Linked DNA regions of Mus musculus: region 2 is linked to region 1. A link is a contact called in public promoter capture Hi-C data. All regions are on one chromosome and are shown on one strand. Each heading gives the region's core, a stretch centred on a gene start, on an enhancer-like site or on the middle of the called end of the contact. The rest is flanking DNA. Distances are from core to core; before and after follow the strand shown.

Region 1 (3,150 bases), core at 324-2,823:
AACAGATACCTGTGCTCCTCCAAGATCCTAGGGAAAGAAATGATCACCCGAGAGGACTGCTTTGTTCAATAGGCTTCCTATGTTCTAGAAACCTTTGGCCTAAGGTCACCTCTCCTGAGGTACTAGTGACTTCTCACTCACCTGCAGGCTCTGTAGATTTAGCTGCAAACTTCACCAGATGTGTTGGTCATCTGCCAGATGTAGATTTCAAGTCCATATACCAGAGCTTTGTAGGGACAATCTCTGAGATGCTTCAAGGTTATAACAGGATGCCTAAAGCATGTGTAACCAGCTGAGGTATAGCCTTGCCTACTCCACTGACCACAACTTCCATCCACACCACCATCCTCAAACTGGTTTTGTCTGATTCCTATGCAGGATTTTGGCCTTATGAGGAGGTAATAGTGAAACATCACCACCATTTCAGAATCGTTTGAACATGTTAAAGTCATATTACAAAATTGCTCAACTCCATATTTCTCCAGCATAGTAAGTTCTTTGAGGTAAGTATTTTATCTTGAAGTTCTCCCTTATTCTCACACTCTCCTTCTCATGATGTTTGGCCAAAATTCAATAAATTTTCCTCCAGTTCACATTTAGATCACTTTTATAAACAACCCCAAGACATAAATCTATATGGTCATATGATTTTTCCTTGCCTAAAGGAAGCAAGTGAGAATGTCATCCCATGGTTGGGAAACTTCCATGCATGAAGTTTTTGTTTGTCAAGGTTGAAATGATCTGTCGCATTCTAAAGAGATGAGTAAAACATCACCTTAGGCTGGAGACATGGCTTAGCAGGTAAGAGCACTGGTTGCTCTTCCAGAGGACCTAGGTTCAATTCCCAGCAACCACATGGTGGCTCACAACCATCTATAATGTGATCTGATACACTCTCTTCTGGCTTACAGAGTATTCACATTATATTAAATAAATGAATCTTTAAATATATATATATATATATATATATATTAAAAAAATCACCTTGGGCCAAGAAATCATTTCTAGGAGTAAAGAAAGAAAGCTGGAGTCTCGGCTCCACACAATACTGGCAAAACGGAATGTTTGTTTCAGATCCTGAAGCTAACAGCAACAGCAAAGTTTTTCCTTCAAAGGTTTATCCTCCAGGATTTTTTCTTTAATTCTAGTTTTATACCATTTGTTAGACACCCTTTTTGAAAATGACAGCTTTTACTACCTCCTCCAAAAAAGAACTGGGAAGCGCTGACTCAAAATACTGTGTTGACTGGGGCTGACCTCCATGTCCACTGATGTCAGGTTGTTCTTTTATTTTTTTTTTATTAGGGAATTTTTATCAGATATTTTCTTCATTTACATTTCAAATGCTATCCCCAAAGCCCCCTATACCCTCCCCCCACCGTGCTTCCCAACCCACCCACTCTCATTTTTTGGCCCTGGCAATCCCCTGTACTGGGGCATATGATCTTCGCAATACCAAGGGCTTCTCCTCCCATTGACAGGTTGTTCTTGATAAAAACAAATACCTGAAACTGTTTGCAGAGACGAACAGATTAGATAAAAATGTTCACAGTGGCTACCAAGCATGGATTAAAGGTCAAAATGAGCATTAGTTTTGTTGAAGTATAATCTGGTACCTTGCTCAATCAGCTTGGTATTGGTTCATCTTGGTTCAACTCCTTGAAGGAAAAAAACAAAGAATCAATTCTCTTGGCTTACAGGGAAATGTTCTTTATGACACTTCAGAACTCTCTGTGTTCATGTCTGAAGAGGACTTCCAATAACTTAAAGAATCTTTCATTTTGGAGAAAAACAGATAAAGTAACTCACACTAAGGGATCCTATATTAAATCTAAGCATGTATGTGTCCATTTGATTTTGTAAAGGCACAGCCCATGAAGAAAACATTGACCTACAGTCTGAAGAGAATACCTACGAGAGTTGTTCTTGATAAGTGTAAGTTGTCCCTTTCCACAGAGGCTACAGCTCACCACATGCCTCCACTCACTGGAGCGGACTCTTGTTCTGTAGCCACGATAAAGAAGCTGCTTTCCCTGAGCATTCCTGGCTGGCAAGGCAAGGCAGAGCCACTGCAGCGTCAGCCGTTCCTACCTAATTAATTCTTACTAATATATCTTTTTGGAAAAGAAAAAAATGTTTGGTGGTTGTGTTTGAGAACTTTAGGTTGTAGAAGGACTACAACTTACCAAAACTGTATTATATCCATTTGTCCCCAAGATATCCTTTGGACTAAGTCAGAAGCAGGTAAGTGTACTGATGAGAGTCTCATAAAGGTCCAAACGTTGGCAGGCTTTAGTGGCACTTGTCTGTGACCCCAGCGCTGAGGAGAATGAGGAGTGTGCATGGTGAGTTGGATGCTAGTCTGAGCTACATATTATAGAAAGACCATATTTCAGAAAGTAGACCAAAGCAATAAAATTCCAAATGTTAAGACTCTGCCAACTTTCCCCTTGTAACAGCTGACCCACACAGCAAGAGAGGGAAGCAAAAAGTGCCAGATAGTCTAGAAACAGGAGTGGATGTGCTCGGAACAGAACTGTGATCAGTCAGACACTAGGAACCCTTCTTTCTTAGAAAGTAAGGTATTACACTTTATTGAAAGCATGTTCTAACAATATGAACTAACCAGTACCCCCAGAGCTCGTATCTCTAGCTGCATATGTAACAGAAGATGGCCTAGTCTGCCATCACTGGGAAGAGAGCCCCCTTGGTATTTATATGCCCCAATACAGGGGAACTCCAAGGCCAAGAAGTGGGAGTGGGTGGGTAGGGGAGCAGGGCAGAGGCAGGATATAGGGAACTTTCGGGATAGCATTTGAAATGTATATAAAGAAAATATCTAATAAGAAATAAATAAAATAAAATTTTACACACACACAAAAGAAAGCATGTTCTGATGGATCGTATCAATTTATCTCCATAGGGATCTTATTAAGATGTAATATTGCCACCCTCACTTTATTGATAACAAAACTGAGACCCAAAGAAGGTAAAATTATATAGAATCCTATAGCTGATAATATATAGAATTATTTCTGAAGGCTGACACAGAATGGTCACAAGGTTAAGGCCCATCTGGGCTACATAGAAAGATTCAAGTCAAAAAATTAAATGAAACAAAACAAAACAAAACAATAAAAGATTGAATCA
Region 2 (3,150 bases), core at 459-2,958, 230 kb after region 1:
TTTGAAACTGAAATGCCTTCATCTCAAGGAATGGACATTTTGAGAGAAAATAAAATAAGGAGTGGTAACAGGGACCATACAAGAGTCTCCCATGTATTGTGACAAAGCTGGCAGAACTGGACTGAGTCTAAATGCCCGCCACCTGTCACTATCAAAGGCTAGTGGAAAGTGTTCCTCTGGCATGGATTCATTCACTGAAGGCTATGAGCACTCCTTTAAGAATCAGTCTTATTACTTGACAATTTTGCATGACTTACATGTCAAGCAAGCACATGGTCTCCACTGTAAGCTGAGAAGTCGGTGGAATTAATTAACTCAAGCTCTGGATGAGAAAAGGAGGAATTAAGAAAAGGGAGATCAGAGACTTTTCTCTCAGTGGCATAGGTAAGATGGTCCTAAAATAACTAGCTCTGTCATCCCACCAACCAGACAGACATCTGTTTTACCTTTGCCTATGCTAATATTCAAGATTTGCTCTATTGTAATTAATCATTTTCTATGAATGTCTCTTAAGAACTGTATCAGGGAGCCATGCAACTTGGTGCAAGCCTGCAGTCTCCATCCTTGGGGAATGGATACAGAATGATCAGGAGTTGAAGGTCATCCTCAACTATGCAAGGGGAGGGTTTGAGGCAAATCTGCCTCCACAAAACAAAACTGCTAGGAACAGCTGGGTATGTGCTCATACCTGTAACTGTAGCAACTGGGTCTAGGCAGAAGGGCTGCAGCAAGTCTCAGGCTAGCCTGAACTACCCTATCAGACCCTGCCCCAAACAAACAAAACACTAGATAAAAAGAGTGTCATGAGACATTGTAAATTCATAATATATTACCCACAAACCTCCAACACATCAGATATCTCTCTACACCCATTGTGTATTCTAAGTCCCAACCCTAGCCACACATTAGGAAGAATTGAGAAGCCCCAGTCAGTTAAATTTGAGTAAGATAAAGACTAACAGCCTTCCACACTTGCAACATCCCTGGGTCATTCTCCTGACTAATCAGTGCTCTCAGAGAGGTTGCACGGTCCACACCCATCAGCGCTTCCAGAACCTTTCCCTCTCAATGGCCCTGGAGAATGTGGAGATGTCAGGCAAGCAGTGTTCCTTATGGCAGAGGATAATCCTATCCTTTTGGTGTGTGCTTCCATCATAATCAGGCCAAATCCATTTGGTGGCTGTTGCTAAAGCCTTGTGGTGCTTACTTTGCATTTTTCAGAAAAATATACATATAAGAGGTGTGTAACTTATACACAAAAAGCTTACATTTCCACACGTTACCTTGCTTGGGTGGAAACAAGCCACATATCTGACTTTCAGAGGGAGAGGTGCTTAGAATATCCCCCACCTATGCCTCATCTTTCATTGTGTTCTTTCTGTAGTTATTCTGAGCCTAGGACTCTATAAGAATAATCCATAGGTCTCTCCCACAAATTATACCTCTCTCTTTAGCTTCCCTTCCAGAGTCTCCCAAGGAAAGAACTGCTAGGATTTTGTTTTATTGGTTGCTTTATTTTTAACCCAGCTCCTAATTTTTCCCCACCTTGGCATTTTTTTTTTTTTTTTTTGGTTTATTGCATAATGACACTTTGTCAATAAGGGAAAATAGCAGTCAGGAATTACAATGACTCTCCATTGGTTGGACCTTGACACTTAGCCTAAGCCAACACCTATGAACAAAACCCAGAACAGAACTGCCCCTTGTCCTCCGGCTGCAAAGGAATGCTTTGCAAGCCTCCAGGGCTCCCCAGGAGGAGCAGCATGGCCTCAGGCATGGCCATCACCTTAGCCCTTGCCATCTTTGCCTTGGGTGTCAATGCACAGATGCCAATACCCGTTTCCAGGTGAGTCCATAGCTTGTCTGTTTATCTCTGGAATTCTACTGTGGAATCTGCTGTCCAGGGCTTAACAGCAAAGTAGGGACAATAAAGGTTAAGCTAAACAGTGACCTATACAACACCCAGGATTTCAACTTTCTAAACAAGTGTATTCATGCTTCTGGGTGTTTGTGCTAAAGGAGGGACTGAAATGTTAATGCTAAGATATTTCCTTTAAACATTTAGGATCAGAGGGAAAAAGAAACGGTTGTCTCCAGTTTCTGATAAATCAGTGCTGATCAGTGTCTATGGGCTGAGAAATTCACAATGAGGAAAGTTAATATTTGTGTCCTTTATCTCAAAACCTAATAATTTTTAACTGTTGGCTGCATGGCCCTTTGGCCCCCACATTAAGCAAAGGCTAACTATTTGTCTTGTCTTCTCTTCTGTGACATTCCATTCCGTGGTCCACATTTTGGTTCCTGGGTCTGAGGGTCTATTTGCTCTACCCAAGAATTGCCATGGTACAGCTTCGATGGTTCTGCTTCCAGCACGGCCTCTTTATTTCCTTCTTATCCGATGCTTCTTGGGTTTGCAAAACCCATAAGGTATAAGGGTGTCCCCGAGGTTGCATGTGCTGGAAACTCAGTCCCCTGGTGTGGCAGCAGAAAGAGGTGGTGGAGCTCTTAAGGGGTAGAAGGTCTCAGGATTCCACAGTCATAAATGGACTATCTCTGAGGAATGGGCCAAGCCTAGCAGGAGTGGCTCCTAGCAGATCTGTCTGGCTAGGTTCTTCCTCCAACTCATGTCTCCTTACATATGTGACTCTTCTGAATACAGGAACTTCCCATTTTGCTTCTAGTGACCATGTTAGGACACAACCACAGGAATCCTGTCCAGATGCCTGTTTGCAATTTGTAGTCATGAGAATTGTGAGAAGAGTAAAATTCTCTCCTGTATGCATCACCCACATCAGGCATTCTGTGTCAGCAACAGAAAACAGAGTGTGACACCATGCCAAATACACCCAGCCAATAAATCAAGGGGACAGTAAAAGCCTCTTGCACATCACTGCACCCAGAAGTGCTAGAGATCACGGCTGCTTGAAGCTCTCCCTTCCTTCCATGTAAATATCACAGAAGACACAAACCCATGTAGTCCATTATAGCTTGTTCTCTGAGGACAGAACAGAAAATTGCCCCAACACCAACACATGCCTGGACACTCTTCCTCCGTCTGCATTAATCATGTCCTGTGTCCAGTTCAATTCCCCTAAGTTTAACCAAAGCCTATTTTGACTTAGCTAGCCACCTTTGTCTGCCTTCACCTTT

What was found. Promoter capture Hi-C pulls out the DNA fragments that hold promoters and counts their contacts.
Region 2: a contact with region 1 is called in a promoter capture Hi-C map of liver, with 5 times the contacts expected there. The contact joins the promoter of C9 here to the enhancer-like site in region 1. A contact is called at or near these places in 12 of 39 promoter capture datasets (the 3T3-L1 cell line, 3T3-L1-derived adipocytes, the C10 cell line and 6 more), 6 of 484 Hi-C or Micro-C datasets (bone marrow-derived macrophages and liver), 3 of 115 datasets of contacts at active chromatin or transcription factors (fibro-adipogenic progenitors and liver) and 3 of 9 other capture datasets (adipose tissue, liver and macrophages).

The regions. Positions count from the first base shown.
Region 1 is chr15:6,216,743-6,219,892 of GRCm38.p6, forward strand. No RefSeq gene overlaps it. Among named protein-coding and RNA genes, the nearest start is that of Gm23139, 67 kb to the left of the region's middle. Within about 2 kb of position 1,574, at least 3 of the 459 cell types and tissues checked have an H3K27ac peak or open chromatin away from gene starts, as enhancers often do. A contact at or near this core is called in liver, where this site is marked.
Region 2 is chr15:6,443,638-6,446,787 of GRCm38.p6, forward strand. C9 (complement component 9) reads left to right here and starts at 1,709. Exons shown (of 11, transcript NM_013485.3): 1 at 1,709-1,846. The coding sequence starts at 1,764.